4 separate regions of the Mus musculus genome follow, and regions 1, 2 and 3 are each linked to region 4. Evidence: chromatin contacts called from public ChIA-PET, Micro-C and promoter capture Hi-C data. All regions are on one chromosome and are shown on one strand. Each heading gives the region's core, a stretch centred on a gene start, on an enhancer-like site or on the middle of the called end of the contact. The rest is flanking DNA. Distances are from core to core; before and after follow the strand shown.

What was found. Hi-C and Micro-C count contacts between places; a contact is called where the count stands out from the background. ChIA-PET counts read pairs in DNA pulled down with a chosen protein or histone mark. Capture Hi-C pulls out chosen DNA fragments and counts their contacts.
Region 1: a contact with region 4 is called in a promoter capture Hi-C map of pancreatic islet. The contact joins the promoter of Mtf2 here to the promoter of Evi5 in region 4. A contact is called at or near these places in 1 of 15 datasets of contacts at CTCF or cohesin (the NIH/3T3 cell line), 1 of 484 Hi-C or Micro-C datasets (uterus), 4 of 115 datasets of contacts at active chromatin or transcription factors (bone marrow-derived macrophages, embryonic stem cells and memory CD8 T cells) and 4 of 9 other capture datasets (adipose tissue, liver, macrophages and 1 more).
Region 2: a contact with region 4 is called in an RNA polymerase II ChIA-PET map of effector CD8 T cells, with 31 read pairs. The contact joins the enhancer-like site here to the promoter of Evi5 in region 4. A contact is called at or near these places in 1 of 484 Hi-C or Micro-C datasets (nephron progenitors), 2 of 115 datasets of contacts at active chromatin or transcription factors (effector CD8 T cells and memory CD8 T cells) and 2 of 9 other capture datasets (liver and pancreatic islet).
Region 3: a contact with region 4 is called in a Micro-C map of the HL-1 cell line, with 2.1 times the contacts expected there. The contact joins the enhancer-like site here to the promoter of Evi5 in region 4. A contact is called at or near these places in 3 of 484 Hi-C or Micro-C datasets (the HL-1 cell line, double positive thymocytes and myocytes), 4 of 115 datasets of contacts at active chromatin or transcription factors (bone marrow-derived macrophages, craniofacial prominence, effector CD8 T cells and 1 more) and 2 of 9 other capture datasets (liver and pancreatic islet).

Annotation. Positions count from the first base shown.
Region 1 is chr5:108,064,299-108,067,882 of GRCm38.p6, forward strand. Mtf2 (metal response element binding transcription factor 2) reads left to right here and starts at 1,376. Exons shown (of 15, transcript NM_013827.3): 1 at 1,376-1,667. The coding sequence starts at 1,663.
Region 2 is chr5:107,648,486-107,651,893 of GRCm38.p6, forward strand. The region is part of intron 11 of Rpap2 (RNA polymerase II associated protein 2); the gene reads left to right. Among named protein-coding and RNA genes, the nearest start is that of A930041C12Rik, 16 kb to the left of the region's middle. Within about 2 kb of position 2,111, at least 39 of the 459 cell types and tissues checked have an H3K27ac peak or open chromatin away from gene starts, as enhancers often do. A contact at or near this core is called in effector CD8 T cells and memory CD8 T cells, where this site is marked.
Region 3 is chr5:107,686,580-107,689,898 of GRCm38.p6, forward strand. No RefSeq gene overlaps it. Among named protein-coding and RNA genes, the nearest start is that of 4930428O21Rik, 15 kb to the right of the region's middle. RefSeq lists an enhancer at 183-2,410. Within about 2 kb of position 1,557, at least 218 of the 459 cell types and tissues checked have an H3K27ac peak or open chromatin away from gene starts, as enhancers often do. A contact at or near this core is called in the HL-1 cell line, bone marrow-derived macrophages, craniofacial prominence and 4 more, where this site is marked.
Region 4 is chr5:107,867,665-107,871,066 of GRCm38.p6, forward strand. It overlaps Evi5 (ecotropic viral integration site 5), which reads right to left and starts at 1,384. Exons shown (of 20, transcript NM_001378824.1): 1 at 1,127-1,384.

The DNA.
Region 1 (3,584 bases), core at 126-2,625, 200 kb after region 4:
GTGTGTGTGAGAGACAGAGAGAGACAGTGTGTGTGTGAGAGAGTCAGATACAGAGACACATGAGAGAGAGAGAGAGACAGAGAGAGAGAGAAAGAGGGAGAGACACAGATTGATATAATGTACTGAATAAAATATACTGTATAATACAAAGCTAGCCATGGTGGCTCAGGCCTTTTAATCCCAGTACTGAGGAGGCAGAGACAGGAAGATCTCTGTGAGCTTGAGGCAAGCCTGGTCTACACAATGAGTTCCAGGACAACCAGAGCTATATAATAGATAGACTCTGTCTTCAAAAAAGAAAAAAAAATGTAGTATAATATGAATATGCCTATTTGCCAGATTTTTCAGAACCTAGGTAAAGGGAACTCTTTTTTGTTTTGTTTTGTTTTGTTTTTCGAGACAGGGTTTCTCTGTATAGCCCTGGCTGTCCTGGAACTCACTCTGTAGACCAGGCTGGCCTTGAATTCAGAAATCTGCCTGCCTCTGCCTCTCAAGTGCTAGGATCAAAGGCGTGCGCCACCACCGCCCAGCTTAAAGGGAACTCTTGAAATATGAGTGAAAGGAATTTAGATCATAAGAGGTATTTCTTCAGAGAGAAAATTCAGTACTGCCTCTGTGACATAATCTGTGATAAAAAGTATATGACTCTGAAAATATTTTCACAAAATAGAAACGTATTACAGGTGTTTCTATAAGTGCTGGGTTGCATTCAAATATAAGTCAAAGATATAAGCATGCATTCCATTTATCAGCTGGGCCTCATATAAAAGCCTGCAATAGTATGAAAGTTGTGTGTTCCTTCAATCAACTGCTTTGCAGGAGGGTATGCTCAAATTTCACTACAATTAGGAAAGGTCACAAAGCAGGTAAACAGGGAAAAAAAAATCTCGTTCATCGTCAGAGGAAAAAAAAGTGAAAATCTCCCATTACAGATTCCAGATAAGTTTGGATTTGGATAGTATTCATTGAACGAAATTTGCCATCCAGGGTCTCCTCCCCACTTAAGGGGATTATAACAGCAGGCCTCTAGGTGAAGGTAAAAGAAAAGTATTTTTTCCAGTTAATAATTTCCTTTCTTCAGAAAGGAAATCACCCCATCAAGATGTACTGAGCAATATCCTATTTCTGAGGGCATTAAAAAAGACCGCACGAAAGACTGGACACGATCTCTCTTTTTAAAAGACCTAGTAAGGCAAGCATCAGCGTCGGGAAGCGCTGCGCTCACTATTGTGTCTGCACCGGCAGCAAGAGGACTTAATTCCACCGCGACGTTAAAGAGTCCCTCTTTGTTCAGCGCTGGTCCGGGACGCAGGGCGCGGTGTTCCTCCGCGCTCGCCGCGCAGGCCCCGCCCCTCTGCGGCTCTGGAGAGCTGCCATTCGGCCCCGGAGTAGCTCCGCGCTCCCAGAATGCACCGCTAGTCCGCGGGAAACCAAAATGGCGAAGGGCTGTTGCGAAGTGGTCTGTGTTTGAGGCCGGTGTGAGCACGCACATTCTCCTTCCTAACCCTCGTCCCCAAGGAACTCGGTGTGTGTGTGCGTGTGCGCAGGGCTCCCGCTGGGGCGGGTGCCCAGGGAGTGCCCGGACTCGCGGGGGAGCGCCCACGGGAACGAGATTGCTTCTATTTTCCTGTATGAAGCGGTTGGCACCACTTAAGTGACCGAATGAGGTGAGAGACCTTGGCCTGGGAACCGACTCTTTGGGAGGAGGTTGGGATGAGGAGAGACGAAAGAAAGGAAGCAAAAGAAAGGGGAAAGATGGAGGCTCCGCTTTGGGCAAGGGAGTCCTGTGTGGGGGTGTTTTTGCATTGATGCATATGTTGAAAGAATGGATCGGGAGGGGTAGTCAGTGAGATGTTGGTAAAAATAGGGACTGGGGGAAGGAGCGGGGCGCCCCGCTCGGGAGTCAGTTGGTGGAATTAGATAAAACGTTGAGACAGGGAAGCTGTGTTTGGAGGGCAGGAAGGAACCTGGGGGCGGGAGACGGTTGGAGGGGCAGGATGAACCTGGTGATGAGGGGGTGGGGAACCGAGGGGAGGAGCCGTCAGAATGCGGGGAGCCTAGTAGAGGGGCTGACTGGCACTTTAAGGGGTGCTAAGGAAAGTAGCAGTTTGGAACCAGAGGGTGCTGGAATTGTGTGGAATTGTGGTAGGGGAATCTAGTGGTGGGCTAGATAGCTAGCGTACGAGGATGAGGAAAATACCCTGGAAAGCAAGCCCTGGAAGCTTAAAGAGAAGAAGTGATAGGTGAATTGATACGGGGAAGAGATAGCTTTTATTTGGAGGCATTTCTTCCGTTCAATTAAAATTTCTTGCCCTGATAATTTGTATTCATCATTACAACTTAGTTACTTACGGCACTAAGGGGTTTAACCAAAATTTTCCAGGATTTCTTAACACATTTCCATAGTGCCAGAACTCTTAACTGTGATTTACAATCTGCAGTCCTTGGTGGTTAATTTTTTCTTTGGCAGAGATGGATTTATTGAGTGGTACGAGAGATTGTGAACAATAGGAAAAGGGGTATGGAATGCTGTTTTATTCTTTAAAACCTTTAACTTTGGTTGAAGATATTACCATGCAACAGTAGTTAGAATTTGAAAACCCAGACAAGCCTGTAATTGACATAGAAAAGTACCTCATGAGATCAAAGTAGAGCTAGAAATATGTTAGTGGTTGGTTGACTCCGTTTTCTCTAGCAGCAAGTACTTTCTCCTTCAAATAGATTCCATGTAATCTTCATAGGAACTTCTGCAGACTGTTTTCAGCCTTTATGTTTTAATTTTTCTTTTGGGAATTTCTTTTTTGGGAGAGAATTGTGGGTAAAAAAACTGATTCTTTTTAGGATGCTGGATAATACTTTAAATGTTTATTTTTTTATTTAATGTATATAAGCACACTATTGCTGTCTTCAGACACATCAGAAGAGGGCATCAGATCCCATTACAGATGGTTGTGAGCCACCATGTGGTTGCTGGGAATTGAACTCAGGACCTCTGGAAGAGCAATCGGCACTCTTAACCACTGAGCCATCTCTCCAGCCCCCTGGACAATGCTTTAAGTGGAGGATTTTTGTTTTTTGTTTTTTTGTTTTTCCTTTTTAAGTTTTGAAGCAGGGTCTCGTTATATAACTCTGGCCAGCCTGGAACTCACTTTGTATTCCAGACTGGCTTGAAAAGACAGATCTGTCTGCACCTGCACACTGAATGCTGATGGAGATCACTACCATGCTCGGCTGTTATTACTTTACTTGAGTTCACATCAGCAACTATCATTGGGTATGCAACTATATTTAAATGTGTACTGTGGAGATTTCTTTTCCTTTTGTTTTCTCCTTTTCTTATTTATTTATTTATTTATTTACTTACTTATTTATTTATTTTTGGAGACAGGGTTTCTCTGTATAGCCCTGGCTGTCCTGGAACTCACTTTGTATAGACCAGGCTGGCCTTGAACTCAGTAATCCACCTGCCTCTGCCTCCCAAGTGCTGGGATTGAAAAATTGCCTGGCGAATTTTTTTTCCTTATTTGTTCAAAAAGTATATATTGGGGACTTTGTGTCATATGTGGTCTTAAATATTAAAAATA
Region 2 (3,408 bases), core at 861-3,360, 220 kb before region 4:
GGCCATTGTGGCCTTTAACATAATTGGCTTAACCTATGTTTTTTTCCTGATTAGTGGTGGTTAGGAAGTGAAGTGTCAGAGGCAGGCTTTTAACCTGGGGGTGTAGATTTGTTGAGGAATGATCTGGAAACTGGTGCTAGACGCAGGTCTTGTTGGGGTCCCCCAACCTGGGAAATGGTGCTAGGTACTGGCCTGTTAATTAACTTGAGTTCAATCTTAGGTCAGGTTATCTAAGATGGAGTTTGAACCCAAAAGATTTGGTCTCAGTAAGGTTGACTGAGCTGTGTGTGACAGGCTGGCTTAGGCTGTGGCACACAGTAGAAGGGTGTGTTAGCATCACTTCATTAGCACATTTACTTTGTAATGGCAGACCCCATGCTTTATTTGAAGAGCATACACAAATGGCCTTTGAAAATCATGAGACCTGCTCGGTTCTTAAAATGAATCAGATGTGTGAGCTGCTGTGGTCTCGTGGTTAGAAGTGCAGACTGTGGGGATGCTTCTGGGGTTATCTGCTCGTCTGTTCCCCACTTACATGACCTTAAGAGAGTCGCTTGGGCCTCATCTTGGAGTTGACACCTGCTGCAACTTCACAGAAAGACCAACAAGTTAGTCTCATTTTAAAAAGAATCTTTTTAGAAAGTCGTAAATCACTGACTTGTGTTTGGGACCGGCTGGGGTCTGCAAGAGAATGGTACATTTCTACAGCCCACTGTGAAGTGGCTGAATGACACTCGGCTCTAACCTCTCTGTGTTTGTTTCCTTGTCGGGTCAGCAAAAGTAGCGTGCAGCAGTTGCCACAGCACATGGCCTAACCTGTGTTATCTTATAGAAAGGAGGAGGCTCTGCAGCATGGTGACTTTCTGGACTTTTAGCCCAGCTGATTGTTGTTTTCTTGTGGGGAGGAAGTCTGATCCACAGGCTAGACAAATGTTTGTGGGCTCCCTCCCTGTTAGCATTAGACTTTCTGTCTCTGTTCAAGAAGCAACACAGTAAAGGGAGTTGAAGGTGCAGGCCAGTGGCACACTTGTAACCCCAGTACTCAGGAGGCAGAGGCAGGCAGATCTCTGAGTTCCAGACCAGCCTGGGCTACATAGAGACTGACCCTGTCTCAAGAAGGAAAAAGAAAAGAAAAAAAAAGTAAGTTTATGTTAAATATGAAACCTAAAATTTGAAATTCCAACTATTTATATTCTGAAGAGCCCTAAATATACAGGCAGGATTCCTTCTGAAAAACATATACCTGATTTCTTTTTCATTTCTGAGGAAGATGTTTTGCATAACATCTGGGGTTTCTGTGAGCCCTCGGCTTTCTGAAGACATGGCATCTTGAGCTTCTGTGTTCTGGGTCACAGGGAGCCAGTGTTTTGTTTCTTTGAGTGTGAGTATAGGGTGATAAGGACAGATATTCCGGTTAGTCCTCTGTCATTTAGTTCTGGAGAGAAGGGTAGATCCTGGCTCAGTTTTTAGAACAAGATAGTCTGGTGCTGAGTCACATTTGAGAACTCTAACTTCTTTAGAGTGCCACAGTTAAACTTGCTTTAGATTTTTACCAGCACCATTCTTAGTGAAGCACTTCAGCCAAGCATCATGCCTGTAACCCAGCATTCACGAGGCCAAGGCAGGAGACTGAGCTTTGTAGTGAGACCCTATCTCATTTTAAATGTAGGTAAACCTATGAAACCTAAGACTTTCTTTGCTTTCATTTGAGTCTGTTCCCATAGACTGTCAGGTATTGTACTTGTTATTTAGGACTTAAAAATAGGGTCTTATCCTGAACCCAGGCTAGCTTAGAACTTGTGGTAGTCCTCATACCCCAGCCTCAAAAATGCTGGGATCACAGATGTGAGCCTCCACTTCAGGCTTCATGTATCTATTTACATTGCTGGCATGATAAGCACAGAATATATAAACATAGTCTGTCTTTATTTTAGGCAGAAAATTCCCTCATACCCCCTCCTTCCTAGCTCTAAGAGAAGATAGGAGGGGCAAGGGATATAGTCACTGTATCTTCATGGCCTTTGTGCCTGGTGAGCAACAGAGTGGATTCCCACCCTGCAGCAGAACTCTGTATGAACCCAGTAATTTCTCAAATCTGATAGGTTAAAGTGTGGCTTTTTGTTTCCTGTCCTTCCTCCACCCATAACCATACTGTGCTTTCTGGTGACATTTACTCTCACAGACCTTGTCACAGCTCTTTCTTCACTTAGATCACTTGTACGTGAGGGAGATGGTTGTCCAGTACCATTTGCAACAGCCCACCTGCTCTCAGAAAACTCCCTAGGAGACAGTGCTCCTGCTTCAGTGTTGAGGGTGGAGTTCTGGGATATCACTGATGCAGGTGCCCTAGATGTTTAAGAAGTGATCATTCAGACCACCGTGATCTACAGTGTTCTAGGAGTTTCCAAGTGGAGGCCCTGGTGCTTTAATGTGGTGCCATGACTGCCGCGGTAGGAATCGGAAAGGAGGAGAGCACTGAAAATCCTAGCCTGCTACTGACTTTCACTGCCGTACAGATGGATAACACAGCATTGAATCTGCTATTTAATTCTAATTGTTCAATAAACCAAAACTTGGACTCTTTATGTGGCTCTCTGTCTGGGGACAGGATGCAAACCCAGACCGCTGGGTCTTCTGAGTCTCAGTGAGCCATTTTCACAGCTCCGAGTCCTTGACTCTAATGTTCTATCAAAGATCCCTCAGTAGTCATGCCCATACTTTGAAGCTCTTCCTAGCACTGCACATAGTTCCTGTTAAGCAGGTGTTAGAACAACAAATGGCCTGTCCTAACCTGACGTGTTCTCTCCGTTTGATGTGTAACATATGTGGAGCAGTGGGCTAAAGGGCGTGTCAGGGGGATGCTGTCTGACACTTGGCTTTGCTTTGTTGTTTGCCACACAGTAAAGAACCAGCTTCAGATGTCCCTGTGTTTTCCCTGGAGTCTCCCTGAGAAGTCTCTTCCTGCTTTTGATTTTATAGGTTAATGAGTTTGCAGTACCTGTTTTCTTCGAAGTGTCACCTGCAGTCCTGCTACTGTCCCCTCTGCCCTCACAGACTTTATGTATTAACTTTTAAAACATTCACTGCTATCCACATTCTCTACCAGTGACTTTAAAGATAGAAAACACATTGTCAAATATCAACTCTGATGTGTTGCTATATCTTAAGAAGTTTTTCAGTTCATTGTTTTCTTTGGTATCCACTATTAGAAGTTTGAAGGTTAAAATAGTTACTTCAGTTCTTTCAATGCGTGATGGGTTTTTTTTTTAATTTTTTATTAGGTATTTTCTTCATTTACATTTCAAATGCTATCCCAAAAGTCCCCCATACCCTTCCCCCCCACCACTCCCCTACCCACTCACTCCCACTTCTTGGCCCTGGGCGTTCCCCTGTACTGGGGCATATAAA
Region 3 (3,319 bases), core at 307-2,806, 180 kb before region 4:
ATCCATGTTTATACGGCAAGTTCTCTTCTAACTGAGCCATCTCCCTAAGCTCCCCCAAGTTTCTTACTAAAAATATTCATGACTCTTACATAAAAAACAAAACAAACAAACAAACAAAAAACTTAAAAGAGGTTGATGATGAGATTGGGAGAAATTATTAGCCTTGAGGAAAATATGGCCAGAGCGCTGAGGAAGAATTCAGCTTAGGGAGGGAAAGGACACCCTGAAAATATAAAGAAGTGGGGGGATCTGGAGATGAAGGTCCCAGGTGAGGATGGTGGAAATGGGAACTGGTCACCAGCACAAACCACAGCAGGAAGAGCTGGAAAGGTTTCCAGCAGCTGCTGTGGGGATTCAGGAAGTCAATTAGCAGTAAGAGAAGACAGCAGAGGGGGCTCCAAGGGAGGACCCAGCTACCACGAGGAGTAGGATCTGATCCTGCTGCCAGTAAATGTTTTAGCTGCAGCCAAAAAAGATCTATATGGCCTAGCTAGATCCATCCACTCTGCACAGGTTTAAGGCAAAGCCTGGAGTCTGGATGCCTGGGATTCAATCTGATTTCTAATTTCAGGAGAACTTGTAAAGGTTTTATTTATTGACTTTTGCTAACACTTTTCAAGAATACCCTTCCCTAGGTGGGTGTAGTAGGCACATCGTTAATATTTTACAGGAGCCACGATGAACAAAATGTGAGCATTTAAAATAAGGATGCATCTGACTCTACAGCTGTACAACCCTAATATCATCCATCACACCGTAGTCCCGCCCTCCAACTCAGTGGGGGAGGAAACAAATTAAAGCAACAGATTACAAGCATATCACTGCAGGGCTGAGTGTTTAACATGCTACCACATATTTGGTTTCTGTTCTTTTAAATGCTCACTTGAACTATATGTCCAAAGAATTGTAGGTCTCGAGTAGGCCAAACCAAGGGTTGGAGGTTTCCCATCATGGTCTCCACATGGGCTCCTTTGTTTACACCTAAGCTATCCTGCCACAATAAAGAAATGTATATCTAATATATCCTTGACCTAATCCACCTTTTCCTAGCACCAAAGCCCACTTTGTAACTCTTCCTAAAATGTGCCCACGTGTGTAGGAAAATCCTGACACAATGGAATCTCTTCCCAGGAGGAAGTCTCAGAGGGTACTTCAGACAAACCTGGCCCCTCAAACCAAACCTGTCCCAGGTTCTCCGAAGCCTCCTTACCCTTCCTCCTGACTCCACACGTGACCACGTGTACTTGCCTAGCAGAGGTTGGGGGGGGGGGAGAACAGAAACAATATCTGCTAAAAATAAAACTGAAAATAAACAAAAGTGCAAGCACGAGCTTTACAGGATGGCAACGGGGCATCACGCGCGCCTCACCTCGAAACCAGCCTCGCGGAAGCTGAAGTCCAGCCATGCGCTGCACACACGAAGCTACGAGCGGGCCGCGCTGGGGCTCATGGGGGAAGTGGGCGGGGCGTGGGAGAAGGGGCGGGGCGCTGCAGCAGCTGCGCCGGCCTTGAGTGGAAGCTGGGGACCCGCCCCGCTTCACGCCCGCCTACTTTGCAGCCATCGACCCTGCAAATATTTACCTTGGGATCCGAGAGACTGAAAATATCTAGCCGGAGCCAGATGCGTCGCGTGTCTGTCCCTGAAATATTAGCCAAAGGAGTGATTTAACAAAATCAAATGGCGGGTGGGGCGCCTGCCTGGCGGAGCTGTTGACTTTGCGCCAGCTCTGGTGGAGCAGCCGGTGCTGCGAGTGATTCCGGAGAATGCCAACAGCTGGGAAGCAGGCCAGACCGCGGAGGCAAAGGGTCTGTTTTGGTTTGGGGCGGATCGTTTTACATAAATCAGAGATGTGGATATACACCTTCCTTAGAGGCTCTTAGAAATGCTCTCAAAACAGCCCTGGGGCAGTACACCCGGAGGTGGTTTTGTCTTTCTTGGCTAAAGAAAGAACACTTGCGAACTGACAAGTCTGAGAAATCCAAGTGGGAGCGATGCTCAGGTCCCTTCTGAAAGCCAGCTGCTGGGCTGTCCTGCCAGCGCACTGGCTAGCAGGGTTCACTAGCTCCGTTTACAGTGGACAACCTGCGAGTGAGGGCCATGAGACTCACTACCTTCCAGGGCTGCTTTGTGACAGTGAGTGAGCTTCTCACGGATCGGTTAGTGCCATGGTAGTGTTGAAACAAGCTGTTTGTGAGGGAAGACTTCAAATGCAACTCCACAAACCTTTAGCGAAGAATCCAAAGGGGATCATTTGATGACATCTTCGAACATAAAGAAAATACAAGGCATGAGCAAGAACAAATAACTCCTCCCTGTAAAAATAAATAAATAAAAGATATATCAGGGGTGTGGCCTCAGTGGATGGCGCTACCCTGACACAGGCAGAAACACACTCACAGGAGGCAAGCTGAGCTCCACTCCAGAGAATTCCCCAATCCTAGTTAGTGGTCTTCAGAAAATCGTAATCTGTGTCTAGTCCTCTCCTGTTTAATGGTAAAATTGAAAGCTGACGATTTTATTCGTTAGTGTTAGGGATAAAACCAGGTTCTAGTGCATATCAAATAACCATAAACTCTGACACTGAACTACAAATTCCTCAGCTCCTGGTTGGTTTATTGGGTTTTTCGTTGATGCTTTTTACATTTTAAAAACACTTAGTTATTGTGTATGTATGCATATCAGAAGACAACTTTTAGGAGTCCGTTTTCTCCTTCCGCATTGTGGTTCTGGGAATCAAACTCAGGTCCTTAGGATGAGGAGCAAGCAATGCTGAACCATCTGGCTGACCCCTGTTCGTCTCCTCCCGACCCTTGCTTCTCTGTGTTAACATAAGCCCTGTAATATGAAAACTAGAGTTACCAAAATGGTAACTCCAGCTTCTAAGTCACTTGCTATAAAAATCGCCTATTAGCTCCTGCCTCGCCTTTTCAGCACACAGCCTGTGCAAGACGGCCTCTATTCTGAGGCCACTGGCAACCTCTCACCTGGAATTCCAGGCTCCTGTTAGCTGATCAGCTTTCCAGAAGCCCAAGCAAGAGGCAAAGGAGTTTGAGGTCTATGCCCATCTCCACTCCTAGGAAGCTGGGAAGGCTTCCTTTCCCTGGGTCTGTAGAATGAGGTTCTTGGTATGATGGGGTCTTTATAGCTGGATATTCTTTTTTTTTCAAGATTTATTTATTATTAAATGTAAGTACACTATAGCTGTCTTCAGACACTCCAGAAGAGGGTGTCAGATCTCATTACGGATGATTGTGAGCCACCATGTGGTTGCTGGGATTTGAACTCAAGACCTTCAGAAGAGCAGTCAGTGCTCTTAAC
Region 4 (3,402 bases), core at 134-2,633:
TCACCAGGCAAAATAAAGTCACACACTGATAAAGTACCACCATCCAAATCGCAGCATTTTTTGAAGATGGTAAGCATCGTAAGTATGGAATAACTAGAGTTCTCAACCGTCTTGAGAAGGCCCAACAGAACCTAATGCCAGAAATTTTTAAAAAATAATCAACCAGAAATAGTGGCAATATACTGCAAGGAGGTCGACGGCAGGAGTACGGGGACAGCCTGGGCTACATAGCAAAACTCTGACCCAGAAAGAAAACCAAACAAAAAAAAAACAGCAATTCCACTCCTCCGAGGTATATATCCCAACCTAGTAATTTGTTGGTTTGTGTTGGTTCACTTAAAAATCATTACCTGAAAACTTAAAATTGTGATCTTTCTACTCCAGATAGGCTTGAATAAATTTTCTAAGATTTCCTTGACACAAACTTCTCATAGAAGGTGAGCATTTTCTATCTTACAGGAAGCAAAGTTCTGGAACACTGAGAAATTATTACTAATAAAATTTAAAACACACACACCAAAAAAAAAAAAAAAAAAAAAAACACCGCGCAAAGATTAAAAACTACCAACAGACCATGTTTCTCTAACTTCAGGAAGCTCTGGAATTCATTCTCTCGGCGGAGAAAGGTTTATTATTCTCCAAAGAAAACCGCTTGTTGCTCTTCAAAATCCCCTCCAGCAGAAACGGGACTGCGAGGGAACCGGTCCAGAACTTTTGCTTCGCTCTTTGGTGAAAAGACCTAAGGTCGGAGTCACCAGCGCAGGCGCCACCACCGCAAGCCAACCCACCGGAAACCCGCGGTTAATCTCAGGCTAGCCCCGTTAGGCGATGGGCAACCGGGTGCACAGGAGCTCCGTGCGCCGTCGCTCTGCACACCTGGCTCGCCCATCACCTGCCGGCAGCCGCCGCAGGCCGAATGGAGACGCCAACTTTCCGAGCAGGGCGCGGCGGACCGCCGTGTCCTCGAGGACGGGCCCCGAGGCCGCCCGGGCCAGGCGAGAGCGGGGAACGCAGGCCCCGGCGGGCTCGCGCCGCAAACTCGGCGGCGGCCCGGGTGGGCGGCGCGGCCCTCGGCGGCGCCCGCGCCCTCCCTCGCCGCAGCCCGGCCTGGCGCGGCGCCCCTCACCTTGGAAACCTGGGGTGGACTCCGCCGTCAACATGAACTTCCCATGCAGCCGGCGGCCGTGCCGCCGCCGCCTCCAAGCGCCTCGGCCCGGCTCGGCCTCCGCGGCCGCGTTCCCCGCGTGACCCGGCGCACGCCTCCTGCTCAGGAACCCGGAGCTGCCCGCGACCCTCCACCGTACCGCCGACGACTCGGGAGAACCCCGCGCAGCCCCACGCCCGCCAGCTCCGCCCGGCTCTGGTCGGGCCGCTTCACGAAAGCCCAGGGCGCAGGCGCGGCGAGGGCCTTAAAGAGCCCCGGCCGGCCTCTACGGCATAATGGGTTCGAGCAGGTTAGGGCCCCGGCCGCGCTGGCGAAGCCGAAGCAGAAGCCGAAGGGATTGGACCGAGAGGAACGGAGGCGGGGAGATCCCTCTCGGTCCTCCGCCCCTCTTCCCAAGCGCCCAGCCCTCGGCCATGCAAACTGCTGACTTCCCAGTCTCTCGAGCCGCCCCTGGCCAGTCAGGGAAGCACAAGACACGCCCCCTCGGAGCCCCCCGGGCGAGCATCCGCGCAGGCCTGGGGCGCGCACAGCGACGCGCAGCTTTGCGAGGGCTGCCCGGAGTCTCACTCCCAAAAACATAATATTAATCAAATGGCACTCGCGGTGGTAAAACAGGTCTTCCACTAATCCTCTAGAATAAACCGTGGGTTTTTTCGGAGTCCGGCAGAGGGTGGGCAATTATCCAACACCAACCAAGAAATTCTTAGAAGGAAATTACTTAGTTTGGGACAAAAACAGCCTATTCATTTGGGTCCTGTCAAAGGAATTGCAGGCAACAAAAAAAAAAAATAATAAAGGCAATATAAATCATTTTTGTTATATACTTGAAAGTGACCAAAAGGATAGTAATTACCATCAAGCAGTCAGAAAAGCTCTAAAATTGTTTACTAATATGATACCACTGGCTTTTACATTTAGATTTGTAAGACCTGTCCAGAAAAAGTTCCACTATCACAAGCACTTCTAGAAAAGACTATTTTTCAACAAGATTAGGATAAGAAATGGGAAGTAAAACCATGTCCTCCACCCAGCTTTGAAATTTTCAAAATAGTCTGAGGCAATTTTTTTTTTTTTTGCATAACTTAGGTCGGGTTATTAATGGCAATGTAACAACTTCATTGTACCAGGCAGTCTTGGCGCATGCCTTTGATCCCTGCACTTGAGTGACAGAAGCAAGCAGATCTCAGAGTTCAGGGCCAACCTGGTCTACAGAGTTTCAGGAGAGCCAAGGCAACACCACCCTGACTCAAAAAACAAACAAAAAACTTCATCATAATTTAATGTATCTACCCCATAGCAAAAGAAAAAAAAGTATAATGTACCTTTCCAATTTATCTGCAAATTCTTTGCTTTTATCTGCTAAAGTTTCCTTGAATCTCTCTCATCTCCTTCATCAGCAACCACCTTAGTTAAAATTACCCTGACCTGCAGATAGTGTAAGGACACTGACCTAGCCTATTTTATCCACATCCCCTCCTACCCTTCTCCAAATCTCAAACCACAAGAAGAATTTTTGTTCAAATACTGTACCATGTGACCTTGTTGCTGTTCAGTATCCCATTCTTTTGGGGAAAAAAAAATTACCCTAACCAAGCCCTCCAGGGCCAGGCACCTTGCCTACCTCTCCAGCTCCCCTCTCTGCTCAGACCATGTTCATCCTCTCCTTTCTCCAGCCACAATGACCCTTTCCTCCCTCACAAGAGTTTTTGCAAACTTCTAATACCTGGGAAGTTTTCCTGGCCTCACCTTCTTACCTGGGCCTTAGTCTCTGGGTCTGAGAAATGCCTCTTGAAAACCCGCCTATGTTAGTCCTGTCAATCCCTTTCCAGGACACTGTAATTATAGGACTCTTGGGAATTTTTTAATCTCTCACTAACATCTGGCCCCATAAGGCCGGGAGCTTTGTCGTTTGAGGTTTGAGGAATTCGAGAATCATAGGTGCCTGATTCAAACGATGACGAATGGCACAAAGGTTACTGACATCACAGGTAAATGTCACACTTTGACATTTAGAGTCAGAACCTAAGAAGAGCGCTGGTTATTATTATAATAAAAATAGATTTCAAATTACTTTAGTGTCTGAAGATTCTTTGGGAAATGTCTAATTGCAGAGTGCTCAAACCTCCCCGTTAAGAAGGATAGAGAGAAAGATAGCCACAGATGCTCATTAAGCTATGAACAGTGAAAGAAGGACAGAAAGAAAGCCACGGGTGCTCAAGGAACGAAGAACACTGGAA